Linked DNA regions of Mus musculus: regions 2, 3, 4, 5, 6 and 7 are each linked to region 1. A link is a contact called in public Hi-C, promoter capture Hi-C and targeted proximity ligation data. All regions are on one chromosome and are shown on one strand. The core of a region is the stretch at or near the end of the contact, and the rest is flanking DNA. Distances in the headings are between cores, read along the strand shown. Region 1 holds the start of Klc2 (kinesin light chain 2). Region 2 holds the start of Rhod (ras homolog family member D). Region 3 holds the start of Scyl1 (SCY1-like 1 (S. cerevisiae)). Region 4 holds the start of Syt12 (synaptotagmin XII). Region 5 holds the start of 2010003K11Rik (RIKEN cDNA 2010003K11 gene). Region 6 holds the start of Sipa1 (signal-induced proliferation associated gene 1). Region 7 holds the start of Rela (v-rel reticuloendotheliosis viral oncogene homolog A (avian)).

Region 1 (2,633 bases), core at 75-2,574:
TCTGTTAGGTAGAATGAGGCCTGAATGGCATAGCTCAGTGTGAGGTAAGGGTGCCCGTTGGGGCAGGGCGCAGGGCTGGCATTTCCAAAGTGTATTCATTGAACGTTGCTTATTGTCCTAACGTGACGCTCTGAAAGACTTGTGTTTCCTTGCTGAGGGTGTTCCTACATCACCAGGGCCCTTCGGGTAATCTTCCACCACAGCCCCAACACTGACCTACCTGAGCCTCCCCAAGCCCCAGCTCGATGGCCTCCAGGGAGCGGCGCAGGAGGAGGCAGCGCTCCTGTGAGCCCGGCTCGGCCTCGCCTGCTTCATGAGAAGCTAGGGGAGCTAGCAGGGCACGATGCTCCCCTCTCAGGGTCTCTAAACCCTGGATCACCGCCTTGGTGCCCAGCACTATCTCGTCCTGACTCAGCTTCTCCTCTCGAGGAAGCACCATCGTGGCCATGGTCGTGCCGTCTGTGGAGGCAAGGGGTGGGGCAGGCGGACGCCAGGCCTAGGGCCACACCGCCGTCCACCCCAAGTTAGGTAAACACCGGGAGGTCCCCGGACGCCTAGGTCCCTATGGATGTCCAGATCCCTCAGCCCGCAGTCCTCGCCGTGCCAGCACGCGGCCTACAGGGGGCGCGCCAGGCTCGTCTAGCCTAGGGAGACGCAATGCGGTGTGACTGAAGTGAGGCTGGACCCCGATTCCGCCCCAGACCACCGGCTCAGGCCAGTTGATCTAAAGCCCATCTTCGAGAGTTATTCGGAACTGTCCTAATCGGTACACAGAGCACTAGGGCATTGCAAGGCGTTCCCAAGTCAGACGCCACAGGCTCTCCGGGCAACTGGGTCTCAGCCCTGGCGACAGCCCCTTTCCCAGGGCAAGCGGAACCACGAGCCCCTCCCCCAGGGCCGACCGAGCCCCGCCACCCCGTCCCCGCCCCCGCCGCTCCGGGGAGACTGCGGTCTTTAGTTTCGGGACAGGTCTCTTCAGGCCGCGCCCACAACGACCCCTCCCGCAGGCTGGCCTGAGGCCCGCAGACCCTCCCTAGAAAAGGCCGGATTCCCAGCCCCAGCCCGGGACCGCGCCCCCTCCCCGCGGGCCGGTCGGGTCCTCCCACAGGCCGCGCCCACGACCACGACGACTCCTCCTCTAGGCCGACCTGCAACCGCTCCTCACTGTCCGGCTTGACTGGGTCTCCCGGCCCAACCGGCCGGCGCCGACCTGCACCTTCTGCTTTGGCCCGGCTCCGGCTCCTGCTCCTGTCCCGCTTCACCCGGATCCTCGACCGTGAGCTCGTCTCGCTGCCTCCATCCCGCCGGCCTTCCCAGCAGTCCCCGCGCCGCCTTAAAGGTGAAGCCGCTACCTCGGCGGCGTCGGAGGGGGCGAAACACGCTCCAGCCGGCCAGCTCGCTGCCTTAAAGGGGCCCCGCAGGCCTGGCCGGCTTCGGGGTGGGGCCAGCCCAGACGGGACGCAGAGGGGCGTGGCTGGACTCGCCCCCTCGGACCAGAGCTTCCAGGTCTGTGCGCTCTGCGGAGCTCCGACCCCGGACCAGAGTGACTGAGGAGCAAGAAGGCCGACCTCCTCAGATTCCAGAGCGAGTCGGTCCACATTGATTGACTGTCAAGTGTTTTTGTCGATGTCTTAGTGCATTGACTTAATGCTCACAAAGGGCTGGTGAGGTGGGTGTTGCCATTACCCACCTCTCACACATCTGACCCCCCAGCCCCCTCCGCGCTCTAGAGACGCACCTCTTACCGGCTTCGGAGGTGACTGTGCCTGTAGGGAATTCTCAGCATCTAGGTTTGCTTTGTGAGGGAACAGAAGGAGGCTTCTGGTTAAAAAGGAGAATTGGGTGGGAAGGAGCGTGTGGAGGTCGGTGGAGAAGGGAGAAGATCCACGCCCCTGAGGGGAATATCTGGGTGGATACTGCTGACCAGATAAGGAGGTCAGACGAGTGCCTTTGGATTGTGGTGGTGTCATTGGGGGGCCTCAGATTGGGTGTCACCAACTCGGAAGGAAAGACCTCTGTGCTAGATAGTTTTATGTCAACTTGACACAAACTAGGGTCATTGAACAGATGGGAATCTCGGCTGAGAAGATGCTGCCATAGGATCGGGCTGCAGGAAAACCTGTTTTCTTACTGATTGTTGTGGGAGGGCCCAGGCCAGGGTAGGTGAGGCCAGAAGGCAGTTCTGAGCAAGTTCAGAGGGCAAGCCCAGAAGCAGCACTCCTTCATGGGCTCTGCATCAGCTCCTTTCTCTGGGTTCTGTTCTCTCTGGGTGCCTGTCCTGACTTCCTTCACTGGATGAAGAGTGCACCAAATAAACCCTTTTGGTCACTGTGTTTCCACACAGCAATATTAACTCTAACTAGGACGGCCTCTTTGGTCCCTATCCCACTAGATTCTACAGTACTCTTCCCATCTCTACTCCACACCCACTTGGTGCTGACACAACATCGGCCTTTCTAACATTTTTCTTGTTTTGCCTTCTGGAATGTAGGTCATCACCTGTTGGCTGGGGCCTGGGGTAGATAGAGAATGTGGTAGCAATCAGTAGACGGCTACCTTACAAAGCGTGCGGAGGGGAGGGGATGGCTGAAAGGATGCCTCGGTGGTGAAGAGCATTTGTTTCTCCTGCTCAG
Region 2 (2,633 bases), core at 76-2,575, 680 kb before region 1:
CATACACGTGATCTGAGCAATCCTTGGGCCGAGAGACAGGAGGACTGAGCGTACAAGGCCTCCACAGTAATATCCTGTCTCAAAAACAAAACAGGAACCACTAAAGTAAAACGACAAAAATACAACCCCCCCCCCCAAAAAAAAACCCAACAACCATAAAAACCACTGGTATTCAGAGTAGCAAGCAAGACTGTGCCCTATTTGCCAGGTCAGCTTCTCTGGCTCCTTCCATCAAATTACCCACTTCTGCACAATCCCAGAGGCCAGAAGGACGTGGGGACAGGAAAAGAAGGCTTGCTGCTGAAGGCAAACCCACAAACACACAGGACCCCCACTCCTCGTGGAGGCACAGAAGGAGGGCTCAGCCACTGTTCTGGTCATGGGGTCCTTGAGGACTCACAGTGACAAGCCCAGAGAGCCAGGATGCAACCAGGTACCGCACCGAGCCGGCCATCAGCCTTCAGCCTCACTGTCCCAGCTTTCTTCCCCCTATCAGGTTGCTCTGAGAAACTGAGGCTTGGTTAGAGTCGAAGTATGGCATAATCAGACTCTTCAGAGAAGGGTCGGTGTTCCAGTTTTCCTCTCTAGGGTAAAGCATGGGGATTTGCACCATAGTGGATGGAGAAGAGGTGATGTCGCCCGACGAACATCACTTACTAACTTTCAGCAACTAACTTTCAGCACTCTTTTCTATACTACGCTCGGGTAGGGGCTTTCAGTCCTATCATGTAGTTAACCTTCAGAGAGGTTAAGGGACTTGCCCAAAGGCACACAGCTGTAAGAGGCAAAGGCTTGATTTTACTGCTGCCAGTCGAGCTCCAAAGTCCTCACACTCTCGTCGCCAAGTAGTGACAACAACTGCTCTCGTAGGATTTGCTATTTCCCTAGGTGGCCCAATTCAGTCCCTGTGACACCCCTCCCCCTAAGTGCTATTAGTCCCACTTTGCTTCTACTGGCTAAAACTGAAAAACTCTGCCTTCGACCCCAGGCCCTGCTGAGATTTCCCCCTAGGAGGCTAGAGCTGGGTTCTTTCGAGGCAGCTCTCAGCAGACCCGCACATGGGGGGTGTCCCCAGCGCAGGGCCAAGGATGAGGGCACTCACCTCTGGGAAGGCCCCTTTGGCGAAGACCATCATCAGTGACGTCTTCCCGCAGCCCCCGTCGCCCACCAGGACCACCTTGACCGAGTGCCCGCTCTGCGGCGCCTCTTCTCCCGCAACCTGGGACGCGTTCATCCCTGGCTGGCGGACGGCGGTGCGCGGAGCAGCAGGCGGTACGCGGCGGGCTGGCTGCGGCGGGCGCGGGGCTGGCCCGGCGGGACAGGAATGTGGAAGGGGCGGGGCGGCGGGAGGAAGTGGGAGCGGGGCGGCCGGGACAGGAGGCGGCCCGGGGGGCGGGGGACACCCAGCTCAGGTGAGAAGCCCGGGACAAGATGGGGGTGCGGCGCCCGCCCAAGGGTGGACGCTCCTGGGGTCCGGTCTCCTGGCGTCCTGTCTAGACACTCAAGAAAGACTTTTGCAGCACCTACTGCGTGCAGTCGCTGAGGCCGCAGGGGTGAGCGGAGACCTACGCCTCCAGAGGGCACCCAGGGCTCGTGGGAGAGTAGACAAGTACTTGGAGAGAGGCTGGGGACAGGGAAGGAGGAAGCACCTGGACTATCTGCCATGGGTGGGAGGTTATTTTTATGAATGAATGGGTGGGTGAATGAATGAATGAATGAATGAATGAATATGAGTTTCTGCTATTTGCGGACCTCCTCCAAATGTTGTAGGCCAGATGAGAAAGGAGTGGCCCGGGCATGCCCTTGTGGGTCACTGCAGGACCTCTTCAGCCAGCTCCAGGAAGTTTCAATGAAGGTGGAATTACCACGCATCTCACCCAGGCAGCCAGTGAGCTAAGGAAAACTATGGAACCGTCCATCTGTAGAGCTCAGAGCTAGCTCTGGCACATGGCAGATGTCATGAATGGTTCATATTATGGTATATAGTATGATGGCCTTTTAGTTTTATTTTTTACGCGTGTGGGCGTTTTATCTGCATGTATAGACATAGACATGCATCCTGGTGTCCTCTGCACTCGGAAACCCTGGAACTAGAGTTACAGACATTATGAGCCACTATGTGGGTGAACCGGGATCCTCTGGAAGAGCAGCCAATGTTCTTAACCTCTGGGCCATCTCTCCAGCTCTTTGGTATAATGTTTAATCAATGCAGATGATCCTTAGTTTCTTAGAGTCTGGGGACCCTGCACTGTTCCGATCAAAACCTCGACTCTGAGAAGCCTAGAATAGGAGGTGTCAGGACAGGAGAAAGGAAAAAGGGGCTCTTCGAAGAGACTGGAGCAAGGTAGCCACGCCCCCACTTCTTAGCGACAGGACAGAGGGCGGGACTTGGCTGAGGAGCTAGTATCTGGAGGGTGGAGCACTTTGGATTTCAGGAATAAATCTTACTTTTCTCTAAATCTCCGCAACCTTCTTTGTGATCAGATTTTTCTTTTTAACTTTTGGTGAGCATAAGTGGGCTGGAAATGTAGCCGCGCTGCCCGGATGCTTAACCAGCACTCATGAAAGCCTCGGTCCCATTCCCAGTTCCACATAAACCGGGCTTGGAGATCCATGCTTCTAATTCCAATACT
Region 3 (2,633 bases), core at 57-2,556, 650 kb after region 1:
GGGAAGGGGTTTCCCAGCGGGTCTAGGGGTCGCCAGAGTCCAGGAGCCTCAGTGCGGGCAGATCAAGGTACGGTGACCTCGGGCACCCACCACTTCTCTCTGACTGCTCTGCTACTGCTGTCAGCCAGCTCCGGGGGATCATACTGCTCGAGCTCCGGGATCCCCTTGCTGGGTGGTCCCCCGCCGTTGCCCTGTGCCGAGTACATGTAGTCCAGACCCCCAAGTTTCCACTCGCCAGCCCTGTCCACAAACACAGCGGCCATGCAGACATTATTGTGGATGAGGTTGCAGTCGTTGACCAGGAAGCTGAGGGCTTTCACGATCTGGTGTAACCCCCATGACAGCTCCTGCTCCTTCAGGCCACCTGCTTCTGCTCGTGCCTTGAGGTATGTTCCCAGGGGGGTCACAGCCTCTGTCACGATGTGGAGGCACTTTTCTGTCTGAGTAAGAAAAGGGGTATCAGGGCACGGTGCCAGAAGAGGAAGGGAAGATGAGGGGCGTGACAGGGAAAGAGGCAGTGGAGAAGATACCAAATCTGAAGCTACTGAAGCACTTGGGTACAAAGTGAGGGCCTGAGGAGAGTAAGATGGGTAGATCGGGCGACAGGTACCTCCAACCCATCGATATAGGCCAGGATGTTGGGGTGTCGGAGAGTTTTGAGGCGTTTGAAGGCAGCTTTGGCCACCTGGGTCTGCTCTTCAGCTCCCGGTTTCACATCATACACGAAGATGGACACTGCGCTGCCTGTGGCCTGGTGGAGGACAGACAGAGCAACCTGAGAGGCACGGGCCGGGTGATCTCTCCAACCTGCCTGGGCTACAGCAGCTCCGAGCCCATCTCCAAAACAGAAGGGAAGGGACTCCAGCCAGTCTCGCCCTAGGACAGCCCTGAAGGAGCTAGCCAGGCCCACGTGACCCCCGTCCGGTTTGCTTGTCCGTCCCTCGGTCCTTCCGCCCGCCACGTCGTCACTGCTCGCCCCGCTCCCCAGCCCGTTGCCGGGATTCTCGGTCGCCGCCACGTCAGGCCCGGCGCGACACAGCGAAGCCGGCATACATAGTAGGAAAGGCCGAGGTCGGCCGCGGCCTTCGGAGCAGCGCAGTATCTCACCTTTTTGCGGCCTCGGTGCAGGATCCAGGGCCCGGGCGGCCCGCCTTCGGGGGGCTCAGGGCTCAGCTCGAACGGGAAGTCCCGGACCGGGTCCCGGGCAAAGAACCACATCGTCGCCGCCGCCACGGGCTCGGGAGCCTCCACTCCGGGTCCTCCGGCCGCCCGAGCCGGGGCGGGGCGGGGCGAGGGCGGAGCCAGTCTGGTCTATGGGCGGGGTTTGAGTTGGGGCGGAGCTTTAGGGTGGGGCCTTGCGGGAGTGAGGCTGGACTGAAGGCAGACCTCCCTGGGCAGGGCGGAGCGTGACCGGAAGGGTGAGCCAAGATGGTCATCTGAATGCTCCCAACTTGTGGCCTTGTATAGATAGAAAAATTGAGTGTGATAGAGAGTAGTGAGTGCAACCGTTGTAGAATGAAGAGGGGAGGGGTTCAGGAAGTGAGCGTGACAATAGGGCCTATCTAAACCTGGGGGGGCAGGGGTGGAAAGAGATGGGGAGATAGAAAAGAAAGGCTACTAGTGGCAGGCAGTATGATTGGAAAGTAATAGTAGTGAGGAGAATGGTTATTGCTCTCATTTTTTAAGATATATTTATTTTATGTATATGACTACACTGTAGCTGGCTTCAGACACAACAGAAGAGGGCATCGGATTCCATTACAGATGGTTGTGAGCTGCCATGTGGTTGCTGGGAATTGAACACAGGACCTCTGGAAAAGCAGTCAGTGCTCTTAACCCCTGGTCTCTCCAAACTCCAATGGTTATCTCTTAAGCCAAACGCTCCTTCAACAGGCAATGGGCAGATTTGGGGTTCAGCGAGGAATTTAGTTACTACAATAAAGGTACTTGAGACCTTGAGAGTGGGGTTGAGGTGGAGATAGGCAAGGGGTGACACAAATGTCCTGAGAGGTCTGGGAAACTGTTGTTAGAGAAGTATGTCCAAAGTGGACATGGGTGCTGGCCAGAGTCCTGCAGGAGCTTGAAGCTGGGAATGATGTTTGAGTCACTGAGCTGAGCTGGCAGTTGGAACATGGCAAAGCCAGGAATAAACCTTTTCTTCCAGAATGTCTCTCAGCACCCTCTGTTGGCCCACAACCTCCTATAACTCCAGTTTTAGGAGCGCCAATACCCTGTGATAGTTTGTATATGGTTGGCCCAGTGTACTCCTATTAAGAAAATACCTCTGTGATGGTTTGTATATCCTTGGACCAGGGAGTGGCACAATCTGGAGGTGTGACCTAATGGGTGTGTCATTGTAGGTGTGGGTATAAGATCCTCACCCTAGTTGCTTGGAAGTCAGTCTTCCACTAGCAGCCTTTGGATGAAGACATAGAAATCTCAGCTCCTCCTGCGCCATGCCTGCCTGGATACTACCATGCTCCCACCTTGATGATAATGGACTGAACCTCTGAACCTGTAAGCCAGCCCCAATTAAATGTTGTTTTTTATAAGACTTGTCTTGGTCATGGTGTCTGTTCACAGCAGTAAAACCCTGACTAATACAGAAGTTGGTACCAGAAGTGGGGTATTGC
Region 4 (2,633 bases), core at 40-2,539, 640 kb before region 1:
CTCAGGAAATGCCCCCAGAGAGTCCAGGGTTCCCTGTCAGCCCTGGAAATGTAGGGAGGGGTGGCCTAGCAGCTGAGACTCCAGCCCTTCAAGGTGTGAAAAGTGACTTGCCCCATCCAAGTCACTAGCAAGCACTTAGTAGGATGAAGCCAGGTTTGGACCCCAGGCTGGGAGGTCCCACTCTTCTGGGCTGCTTGAGAAAGATTTCACATTGCTCAGAGAGGACTGGAAATGGGGGTTGGGGTTGGGATTGGGGGTGGGGTGGGGTGAGGTGAGTGTATAATTGTAATTGTCCTGGCCTTACTGGGTGCATTGTTAACACCTAGGTGGGTTTCCTTCCCTTGCCTTTCTTAGTTTCTAATAAGGACTACTTCTGAGGCTCTGCAAACTCTGCACCCTGGCTAAACAGCTCAGGTGCTTGTTTCCCAGGTTCTTCTCAACGGATTTGTCCCCATCAACTGTAAGGCGAGACAGTCTTTTAGCAGCACCATGCCCACCAAAGAGAAAGGCTCAGGGCTCCTTCACCTACAATGCCGTTTACTGCCCCCATGTTCAGCTCCCGTCTATACACAGCTTCGAGTGAAGCTCAAGGAACCCTTAGGTTCTTCCCGTAGGCCTCCTGGAGAAGAGATGCGACGCGCCCCCTACGATGCAGATCCTCATACCCTCACACCACACTGGAATTTTGGGAGGGGGCACTGGCCAGGGACCCCCAACGGGATGTAAGGTCAGGGGCAGTTAGGACAGCCAAGGTGTTGAGTGTGAAGGTGAGGGGTGTGTGCGGTGTGCGAGCTCAGGGGAGGTGTGTAAACAGCCGGGTGAACCGCGTGTGTGCACATGGGGGCCGGGCGAGCTGGCGCCAGGCGATGCGCAGTGCGCGGAGTGGCTGGGCCGGGGAAGGGCGCCGGGCGTGCTCTGTGCCCCGCGTTGGTGTGCCAGCGCAGCGCGGGGGTGCAGACGTACGGAGTGTGAGGGGCCCCGGGTTTCGGGCTTAAGAAGAGGGACTGAGTGCGTCCGCCCGTCCATGCCCAGGGCGCTTGTGCCTGCCGCGCTCTGTGTGGGGGCCAGGGTGCCTACTCACCCGGGGTTCCGCGGAGGGGACGCGGGTCCGACTCCTGGTTCTATCTCTGCTCCCACGCTGGCCTCCCGCAGTTGGCTCTCACAGGCGCTCGGCCGCCCGCTGCTACGCCACCCCTGCAGTGTAGCGGGGCGCTCGTCTCCTGCTGGAGCCTCGCCTCACCGATGGGGGCTCCGCGGGGCCCGGCGGCCGAATGGAGCAGCGCCGCAGTCCGGGCACGCTCCCAGGAGCCCGCCGCGCGCTCCCTCGCGCTCGCCCGCCCGCTCGCCTGCTCCTTCTTGAATTTAAAGTGACAACCCCGAGCGCTCTCTCTACTCCAAGGAGCAGAGCAGCGCTGCGAGGATCTAGTCGGAGATCCCCAAGCGCGTGAGGGTCCTGGGGGGGGGGGGGGCAGCCAAGTTGGACCCTGGGATCGCAGGCTTGTGGATGTGTTGGGTAGGGAACCCTGTGCTCACCAGGGGCGCACCCCACTCCCTTTATGTTGTTCTCCTTCTAGGCCTCAGTTTCTTTATCTGTAAAACGGACTCAAGAGAGTCACACACACACACACACACTCACAAAATCAGACCAGCGAGCAGCGCAGCCAGCAGTATTCCCTTCTCTGAATGGCTGATATTTCCTTCCATGATTGAGTTGTGATTGTACGCTATACCAGTCCAGGTCACTTACCGACATCATCTTTTGTAATCTCTGCAATGACCTCATCGGCGGCCACTCCATTTATTTATTTATTTTTTTTGAGATAAGGCCCAGGGTGGATATGAAGGCCAAATGACTTCAAAGTCTTTTTTTTTTTTTTTTTTTTTTTTTTTTTTTTTTTTTTTTTAGAGAGAGAGAGAGGGAGAATGGGAGAATGAATCACTTTATAGCCCTAGCTGTCCTGGAAATCACTAAGTAGATCAGGCTGGCCTTGCTCGAACTCACAGAGATATCAGCCTCTGTCTCCCAATTGCTGGGACTAAAGGCATGTGCCACCACACCTGACTTTCTTTTTTAACCTCTTAAGGGTCATACTTTCTCTTCCAAGGAATGAATGAATCATTCAGGAGATATTTATGACGCTCTCACCCAGGCTCTCGGCACAGTGCCAGGCGTGGGCGATCTTCCGGGAACAAGGGACAGGTCCCCTCCCTGCCCGCGCAGTCTGGCAGGAAGATAAGTCGGGTATTAGGAGAGGCTGGGTGTTGCCCTTCAGGAGGGGGCGGCGGGGCACCTGTTCTGGACACAGTGACCAGAACAGCGAGCTGGGAAGACACCTGACTAGGCCTCCAGGAGGATCTGGAGTCTGGGAGAGAAGTTGACAATCTCATGGAGAGCCAATACCAAAAGGCTGGGTTGTCTGAGAGTAGTGTGGAGAGCAGACAGACAAGCTTGGTCCAGAAAACCAAAGGGAGGTTGCAACTTCACCCTCACCTATAGGGGGCACCATCATTTTCTGGACCTGAAAAAGAAGTGAGTTCTGTCTTGGAGCTAGGGATTGGACCATGGACATTTGGTGCCATTTCCCATTTAACTAACCTTCAAGGCTACTTATAGCTTTGGCAAGACTGAACCC
Region 5 (2,633 bases), core at 72-2,571, 620 kb before region 1:
GAGTCTTTAAACCCAAAAGGTAGAGAGCCAGGTATTTCCTCTTCAGGCCTATGGAGATCTTTGCTAAGAGATAGGTGCCAGAACCAAGAAGAGCAGCCACATGGGGGCTTTGAATGATCTGGTGGCAGAGGCCTCCTTGGGTCACAAGACAAAGTTCAAAAGCTGGAGCAGTTCAGAGTCCAGAAAAGCCATGCAGGGGCAGATGAAAAGACACAGGAGCAGAGCCGGTGGAGTGAGGGACAGTCACAGCAGCTTTAGTTGTTGGTGTCCAACAAGGTCTCTGGGGAGGCTGGTTGACTCAGGGTCACACTGGGGAAGCTGGCGACAAAACTCCTCCACCTTCTTTTCACATGCTGGAAGACCAAAGTAGGAGAAACATCATAGCAGTGGCTTCAAGTGGTGTTCCACTCACAGCCACCAGGTGGGGGTAGAGCCATGAAAGAGAAGCTAAACTCCTGGGGGGAGGGGAGACCCTTCCCCCTGGGACGAAGGGCCAGGAGGGGTGGGGCAAATCTACTCTTCATCCTGTGTGAGAGGTACAGACGGTAATTTGCCAGAAGTTGCATTGGCCAATCTGCCTGCCTCCTGCTCTAGTCACCCTTGCAACATAGTATTACATTAATCATCTTAATACAGCTCTCAGAGCCTTGTGTGGTAATATATGCCTGCACTCCCAGCACTCAGAACACTGAGTAGGATCAAGAGTTCCAGGCCACTCTGGGCTACTTATCGAGACCCCATCTCAAAACAGAAACAGCTCTGACCATATTCCACCCAGACCCCATTTGCCCACCCTCCTCCAACCTTCAGTGAATCCCCAGTGCCCACAGGGGTGAGGGGAATCACAACTGCTTTTAGTCAAATGCATTCAATTCCTGGGTATTTTGCTTGGCTTTCCTCAGGTCAGCTGTGCTCTTAACCCTTTGCTGCCCGGAGTCCCCACCCTTCCCCATGAAAGTGATAATTCAGTTTGAAGCCACACCTGCTGGTACTGTCTCAGCCACCGCCGGCTGCCTCCTCCTCTCTGGCCTTGGATCAGCTGTTCTTTGTCTCCCAGGGTCCCTGGCAGCCGCTCCTGGACAGAGACCTCCAGCCCTTCCGTGCCATCGGGGACCTGCGACCTGGACTTCTCACGGCCCAGTCTGAGGCTCAGTGCTCTGTGGAGTCGGCCATCCAGAGACCTCCCCTGGGACTCATGGAGCCTCCCATAGGAGGGCCGGGGTTCTCTAAAGGACTGGCTACGCAGGCTGGTCCCCATGATCCTAGAAGCTAGCACTGGTCGGTAAGCCACTAGCTTTGTGAGATGGCCTGGTGCCTTCACTCATATGATGGGAGATCACCTGTAGACAAAGGTCAGTGCTGCTGAGGTGGCTGTCATAAACCAAAGGGCAGGCCACAGAGGCCAAATATCTCTGAGTCATTCTCTCCATTGACTTCTCACCCTGTGGGACTATACAGCGCAGGCTGGCTTCCAGCTCGGGATCCTTCTGAATGCTAGGCTGGTTCCTATTGTCTTCCCTCCTCCCTCCAGACAGCCTTCTCTGACCACACCACCCTGGAGACCTTGCCGGCCTCCTCTGGCCTTGGCCTTGGCTGGCCGTACCACTCATCTCATTGACATTAAGCAAAGATTACTTCTACAACAGGACAGAGAACAGAATAGCTTCATTCTACAACAGTCAAAACCGTAACTACCAGGGTGAAATCGGGTAAGGCAGGGGCTGGACAGTGGACGGTACTTGTTTTCATGGCTCCAGACCTTCAGTTTTACAAGGTGAAAAGTGCTCTGGAGGTCAGCGGCACACATCCAAAATCGTGACCTGCAGGGGCTGGGGGGACGGCTCACTCATAAAGTGCTTGCTGCACAGGATCTGGGTTGGGTTCCCTGGTACCCCTGTGGAAAGGTGGATATGCATCTGTCATCCCAGACCTGGGAGAGACAGGAAACTCTCTGGGACTTGCAGTCCCTGTCTGAGCTGCATTGGTGAACTCCTGACCCAGTGGGACACACTGTCTCAAAAACTAAGGGGAAGGAGTGGTCGAGTGGGTACAGGCACTTGCTGACAAGCCTGACAACCTGAGTTTGATCCTTGGGATTCACCTGGTGGAGAGAACTGGCTGCCACAGGCTTTCCTCTCTCCACCACACATGCGCTGTGGCTCTCAAGAACACACAATACACACACACACACACACACACACACACACACACACACACAAATAAATGTAATTTGAAAATGTAAAAAGGTGAGGCCAGGCAAGGTGGCTCATTCAGTGCTCATGCCAGGGGAATTTCTGTGAGTTTCGGCCAGCCTGGTCTACACAGCTAGTTCCTCTCTCAAAAACTAAGAGGAAAAAAATTAAAGGTAGAGAATGACAGAGGAAGACACTTAGTGTCAACTTCTAGATTACACACATGTGTGCGAGTGTACACACACACACATAATCCCTTCACACACCATACAGAGACACAAAGAAAAAAATGACCTATAGTAAATATTATCTCAGTGCCAGACTTTTGTCTTAGACAGGGTCTTATGTTGCCCAGATGGGCCTCGCTATGTGGCAGAGGATGATCTCGAATTCCTGATCTCTGCCCTCCTCCACCTCCTGAATTCTTGGATTACAAGTATG
Region 6 (2,633 bases), core at 84-2,583, 550 kb after region 1:
TGAGAACTGCTGCTTCTGGACTTGTCAGAGCTGCACCTGCCTACTCTGCCCGTGTGCGTAGGAGTAAGGCAGCCTTGTGAGGGGAGACGGGAGAGGCTCAAGGTCTCACAGGATGTAAGGCTGAAACACCCAAGGCCCCAGGGACCTACTAAGTGCGGAAATGTGGTGAAGCTACACTAGGCAGGTGCAAAAGGTGTGAGAAGGCCGAGCCTACCTCGGCGTGAGCTAGGAATGGAGCCAACAGCTGGGGCAGGGGCAGGCCTCCATTAGTACTTTTTTTTGCATCATCCAGTGGCATCAAGGGGGCCAGGCTGGGAGGGGACAGGGAGCAGCTCCACGGTGCCCCTCAGCTGGGTCTCCAGAACCAAACAAGAGCAGACCTCCTCAGGGTCTTCCTGTCTGTCTGTCTGTCTTCTAGGATAAGCTCTGATGCTGCACTTCATGAGTTCTTTGAAGACTCCTTGGAAACTGAAAGGTGAAGCCAACTATGTCCGTGTGTGAACTGTGCAGGCCCCAGGTCCATAGACCAAGCTGTGGGCACAGACTGAGGCCGCAGTGCCGGGAGGAGCCCTGGGAATGTGTGCAGCCCAGTCCAGGAGCTCCCTCTTGTTCTGGCCCTGCCTTAAGGGGTGTACTTGGGCTCTGCCCCCCACCCCTCATCTTCACACAAGGTCCATTGAGGCCAGGACATTCCTTGCAGCCTGTGTCACTGAGGGGGGAAAAGGGGGGTGCCCCGCCCCCACAGATCCGGAAGGCCTGGCTGCCCCAGGAGGAGGCGCTGGATGCTTCCCAGCACATCTGGAGGTCGTGACCCTATTTCTGTTGCCAGGGAGTGCTGCAGATGTTTCCTCCCAGGCCAGACTCAGGATTGCAAAGGCTGGGAAAGAGGTCACACTGGGAAAAGGGGAGCCCCAGAATAGGGGGAGCCCCACACACTCAGCAGCAGGAGCAGCTGCCAGCATTGCTGAGAAAAGTCCAGAACCAATGAATCCACTCAGTGGAGCTCTGAATCTGCTCATGCAGAGGAGGGAGTGGGAGCTGCCAGCAGGAGACAGAACACTGGACGTGCTGACTCGGGGCTGGACTGGGGCAGGAGGTTGGGTGGGGTACGTGTAGCGAAAGCAGCCAATAGTCCCGTTCCTCCCCACACTACAAGGGTTCACGTCCAGGCTACTTTGTTGGGTATCCAGCCCGAACCTGGTGCCTCCCGATCCCTGATCCCGCCAGTACCTCTCGGGCTCAAGCTGGCCACCGCTGCCTTCCGCACCAAGGTCCCGCTGCCTGCTCACACCGCTCCCGGCGCCTCCGCTCCGCCTGGGGGCGGGGCCAGGATGGAGGCGGTACGTAGTGGAGGGGCGGGACTACCCGGGAGCTGTCTAAGGCGGGAAGCACAGTGGGTGGGGACCTCCGACAGGAACCTAGGCAGCCCCGGACAGCCTGAAGTTCTCTGTCCCAGCCTTCAGCTGCTCTTTTAACTCCCGGTCCTAGCCCAGTCAGTGACTTCACCGAGAAATGGGAACAAATGTACCTGCCTTCCAGACCAATTGGAGCGCTAGAGGCCACTTAGTGTCCTGCTGTGGCTCAGCAGACAGCAGGTATTAGGGCCAGAAACTATTTCACTCTTTAAGGGCTGGGCCAAGCTAGATAACTGATCTACACAGGCTACCATTTATGCAATGGCGAACACCATTAAATCCAGCACTCTGAAGGCAGAGGCAGGTGGATCTGAGGTCAAGGCCAGCCTGATGTACATAGGGAGTACATAGTAAGCCCCTGTCTCAAAAACGAAATAGAATCCTTTCTATTCACCTGTTATTTTCTTTAAGCTTGGAACAAATGAGGTTGAGCAGTCTTTGATCAAGATCAAGGCTGATGGATGTGTGAGCCACCTGGGCATAGAGGACTGCTTGAAAAGCAGAGGCTCAGCTCTCTCCTTTATCCTCTCACTTCTTTCTCCTCTTCCCTTTGTCTTTTCTCTCCTTTCTCTTTCTTCTTCTCTAGCCTTCCCCGTCCCCACACACTCTCTCTCTCTACCTTTTCTCTTCCCCCCTGCATTTCTATAATAAAGCTCTTAAACCATTAAAAAAAAAAAAAAAAAAAGAAAGGCAGAGGCAGGTGAGGAAGGCAGCCCATCCCACCTCATGTCTGCCTGGAGCCCAGCAGTCTGACCCCTTATCCCTCACACTCTTCTGACTTCAGCCTCCCTGCCTCCGGCACCTCTACCAACCTCACCTCGTCCCACAGAAAATAAAACTGCCAACCAAAATCAAAAATAGTGTTATTAATTTGGTGTCTCTGAAGCACAGAAAAAAAAAGAAAGAAAAATGACAAAAGAACGAATGAACCCACCCTTGCCACATATCGGGCCCCAGGTCCAGGCTAAGGAGGCCAGCCTTGGGGGCAGTGCAGGCCCCAGAGGCAAAGTCAGTCCTGGCCATGGGCTCCAATGAGGGACCAGCCCATGGGTTTGGCTCTTAGGGCCTGGCTAGGAGGCTGCTGCCTCAGTTTGGGATCCAGGCCACGGATCAGGGAGAGAAGTCTAGGTCACTGAGTTGTGACACTGAAGTAGCCAGATATCAGGGTGCAGACACCAGAGCCAAAGCCAATCAGTTCTGTAGTCCAGCAGAGTCCGA
Region 7 (2,633 bases), core at 56-2,555, 520 kb after region 1:
AAGGGCATTATCGACTCTTAACTGATGGGCCATCTCTCCAGCCTGCAACCATCCTTTTTTAAAGAGCATCTTCTGTAGTTCTGGATGGGTTCAAACTATGTAGAGGAGGATGACGTTGAACGTCTGACCCCATGAGCGCTGGGATTACTGGAGCATCCTGGAGTCAGAGATCAAATCCCAGCTTCCTGCAACGTTATGCAAAAACTACTGAGTTCTCATTTCTAGCCTTTACTTTTTAGTAAGGACGCTGGTATTCATATTAACTTAAATTGTAACTATATGTGTTTTTACAAGTGGTTCATGTGAGGACCAATGATGGCTGTGTGCCATTAATTGGAGATTATATTCATTCTGTCGCCTTGACATCCGCCCTCGCAAAATATTAAACTGCTTTTTCTAATCTGCGCCAAGTGAGAAACTGAAATGAGTGGGAGGGGCGTAACTATTTTCACTTTTGTCTTCCTGTTTTTTTCAGAGCCTGGGAAAGCAATTCAGAATTTCCAATCTTTTCCAATTCCCACATGATTTCCTAATTTAGAGAAAATAAGTCTTTCTCTGAGTGCTGAAACCTCCTGTGGCCCGGGAGGCGCCTCCTCCTTCTGGCATAGTGGAGGCAGCCTGATGTGTTGCGTCCTCCGGCCAGAGTCCCCACACTCAATCTGCACACCTGCCCTTGGCTTAGATGGCAATTTTTGCTCCCTACAAACGCTTTCCTCATTGGAGCCTGGACTCCTGGGAGGCCTTGAAGGAGATGTTCACGGTGTGACCCTAGCTGGTTCCGGAGATCCCTAAAGATCTAAACCTTAGCAGACAGCACCTATGTGTGCAGACGAAGCCCTGGGGCTCTTCCAGCACTCATGGCTCTCAGGGACTCTTAGAGGTACAGGTGTCTGCCTAGTCCTCGGTCTGCCCCTCTACCCTAAGGCCTGTCGGATGCAGCACGCTCGCTCCGCGAAGCACTCCTGCGCGCAGCCGGATCTAGGTTGGGGAGCATGTGGCCCGTAGCACGCGGGTCCCCAGAAGGCCCCTGCACGCTTAGGAAAACGTGTGGAATTCAGTCACTGGCCTCCGCGGGAGCAGCAGGCCTGGGCCTCTCCCTGCGCAGGGCGAATGGCCGCAGCCTGCCACCAGCCCTGGCTCGGCTCCAGTCCCGGCCAGGGTGACATCACCAAACTCCTGAGATCAGAGCGGGGCGGGGAACGGGACCCGAAATCCCCTAAAAACAGAGTGAGTAATCGCGGGCCCGCCCTCCAGGCGGGGCCGGGAACGGGACCGGGACCCCGAGCGAGCCGCGCTGCGGAGCTTGTAGTCGGGCCGGCCTCGGGACAAACAGCCTCGGCGTCCTCCCGCCGCGCTGCGGTGTCCCCGCCCGCGCGCCCGCCGCACACCTTCCGCGCCCAGCGTGAGTCGCGCACCTGCTCTCGGCCCCCCACGCGCGGCGGTGGCGGTGGCGGCGGCTCAGCGCGCAGGCGCGGCCGGATTCCGGGCAGTGACGCGACGACGGGCGCGCGCCGCGCATTTCCGCCTCTGGCGAATGGCTTTACTTTAGCGCGCCGTGGGCTCAGCTGCGACCCCGGCCCCGCCCCCGGGACCCTGACCATGGACGGTGAGGCTGCCCTCTGGCTCGGGGGATGGCTGCCCTAGAGCTCCGGGGCCTGCGGCGGAATCTCCCCCCTCCCCGCGCCGTCTTCCGCCCCTTTCTGCGCCGCGGGTTGCTGCGCAGGGAGCGGCAGGCCGGATGGTGGCACGGGGCGGGGCGGGCTGCGAGGGGGTCTGACTCAGTTACCCCTCTCAGTGGAGGGCGCCTTGACTCAGTGTCCCTCCTGGGTGGGGGTACGGGTGAATCTTGACTCCGTTTCCTCCGGCTCCCCCCACCCCCGTGTCGATGCGATTAGTTCTGGCTTCCTTTCCGTGTAAGGAAGAAAGTATCTGACTCAGTTTCCCCAGAAGAGGAGAGGAGGGTATTACCCCCTCCTCAGTGTCACTTATGAACGTAAAACAGGCACTGACTCAGTTTCCCCTGGCAAAGGAATGCCTCTGTGTCCCCTTTCTCTAGTTCCCCGGCCTCTGTCAGGGCAGGTTTCAGGGTCTTGGCTCAGTTTTCTTGGAAGGGAGGGAGCTTGGCTCTGTCAGGCCTTCGCAGGTGAGGGTGGGCACTGGAGTTTATTGACAATGTGCCTTGTCTTTCCCTTTCAGATCTGTTTCCCCTCATCTTTCCCTCAGGTAAGTTGGACCATCCATCCTCAGTAGTCAGGGGCTGTCCTGGAGTCGGGGCCGTGGGGATAGCACCTGATGGCTGACTGTGTCACCCACAGAGCCAGCCCAGGCTTCTGGGCCTTATGTGGAGATCATCGAACAGCCGAAGCAACGGGGCATGCGATTCCGCTATAAATGCGAGGGGCGCTCAGCGGGCAGTATTCCTGGCGAGAGAAGCACAGATACCACCAAGACACACCCCACCATCAAGGTAAGCAAGAGCCCCCAGGGGTGTCGCTGGGACACAGATGTGGTGGAACGCACTGTGCAGCCCCAGCAGACTTGCCTCCTGGTCACCGTGCCCTGTGTCTAAGAGCCAGATTAGGGATTGCTGGCCACTAGAGTACTCTGTACTTTGGACAGATCAATGGCTACAC

What was found. A called contact is a pair of places that touch in the nucleus more often than the background predicts. Capture Hi-C pulls out chosen DNA fragments and counts their contacts.
Region 2: a promoter capture Hi-C map of adipose tissue shows a contact between it and region 1. A contact is called at or near these places in 2 of 39 promoter capture datasets (liver and stem cell-derived epiblast-like cells) and 1 of 9 other capture datasets (adipose tissue).
Region 3: a targeted proximity ligation map of pancreatic cancer cells shows a contact between it and region 1. A contact is called at or near these places in 2 of 39 promoter capture datasets (both in liver) and 3 of 130 datasets of targeted methods (bone marrow-derived macrophages, microglia and pancreatic cancer cells).
Region 4: a contact with region 1 is called in a targeted proximity ligation map of pancreatic cancer cells. A contact is called at or near these places in 1 of 39 promoter capture datasets (cranial neural crest), 2 of 130 datasets of targeted methods (bone marrow-derived macrophages and pancreatic cancer cells) and 1 of 9 other capture datasets (adipose tissue).
Region 5: a contact with region 1 is called in a promoter capture Hi-C map of adipose tissue, with 2.3 times the contacts expected there. A contact is called at or near these places in 3 of 39 promoter capture datasets (cranial neural crest, embryonic stem cells and fetal liver), 2 of 130 datasets of targeted methods (bone marrow-derived macrophages and pancreatic cancer cells) and 2 of 9 other capture datasets (adipose tissue and liver).
Region 6: a contact with region 1 is called in a Hi-C map of CD8 T cells, with 4 times the contacts expected there. A contact is called at or near these places in 4 of 39 promoter capture datasets (hippocampal neurons, neutrophils, pre-B cells and 1 more) and 1 of 484 Hi-C or Micro-C datasets (CD8 T cells).
Region 7: a targeted proximity ligation map of pancreatic cancer cells shows a contact between it and region 1. A contact is called at or near these places in 3 of 130 datasets of targeted methods (effector CD8 T cells, extraembryonic endoderm stem cells and pancreatic cancer cells).

The regions. Positions count from the first base shown.
Region 1 is chr19:5,116,974-5,119,606 of GRCm38.p6, forward strand. It overlaps Klc2 (kinesin light chain 2), which reads right to left and starts at 1,325. Exons shown (of 16, transcript NM_008451.3): 1 at 1,149-1,325; 2 at 221-459. The coding sequence starts at 448. It overlaps LOC115489018 (a long non-coding RNA gene), which reads left to right. Exons shown (of 2, transcript XR_003952889.1): 2 at 1-2,359.
Region 2 is chr19:4,438,118-4,440,750 of GRCm38.p6, forward strand. Rhod (ras homolog family member D) reads right to left here and starts at 1,326. Exons shown (of 5, transcript NM_007485.5): 1 at 1,103-1,326. The coding sequence starts at 1,234. A930001C03Rik (RIKEN cDNA A930001C03 gene) reads left to right here and starts at 1,206. Exons shown (of 3, transcript NR_045990.1): 1 at 1,206-1,272.
Region 3 is chr19:5,770,113-5,772,745 of GRCm38.p6, forward strand. It overlaps Scyl1 (SCY1-like 1 (S. cerevisiae)), which reads right to left and starts at 1,307. Exons shown (of 17, transcript NM_023912.3): 1 at 1,108-1,307; 2 at 611-751; 3 at 91-440. The coding sequence starts at 1,218.
Region 4 is chr19:4,475,854-4,478,486 of GRCm38.p6, forward strand. Syt12 (synaptotagmin XII) reads right to left here and starts at 1,290. Exons shown (of 8, transcript NM_134164.5): 1 at 1,082-1,290.
Region 5 is chr19:4,497,262-4,499,894 of GRCm38.p6, forward strand. It overlaps 2010003K11Rik (RIKEN cDNA 2010003K11 gene), which reads right to left and starts at 1,322. Exons shown (of 2, transcript NM_027237.2): 1 at 983-1,322; 2 at 1-353. The coding sequence starts at 1,258. The coding sequence ends at 255.
Region 6 is chr19:5,662,374-5,665,006 of GRCm38.p6, forward strand. It overlaps Sipa1 (signal-induced proliferation associated gene 1), which reads right to left and starts at 1,334. Exons shown (of 17, transcript NM_001164480.1): 1 at 1,231-1,334. It overlaps Pcnx3 (pecanex homolog 3), which reads right to left. Exons shown (of 35, transcript NM_144868.3): 35 at 2,262-2,633.
Region 7 is chr19:5,636,236-5,638,868 of GRCm38.p6, forward strand. Rela (v-rel reticuloendotheliosis viral oncogene homolog A (avian)) reads left to right here and starts at 1,306. Exons shown (of 11, transcript NM_009045.5): 1 at 1,306-1,606; 2 at 2,197-2,223; 3 at 2,316-2,467; 4 at 2,620-2,633. The coding sequence starts at 1,600.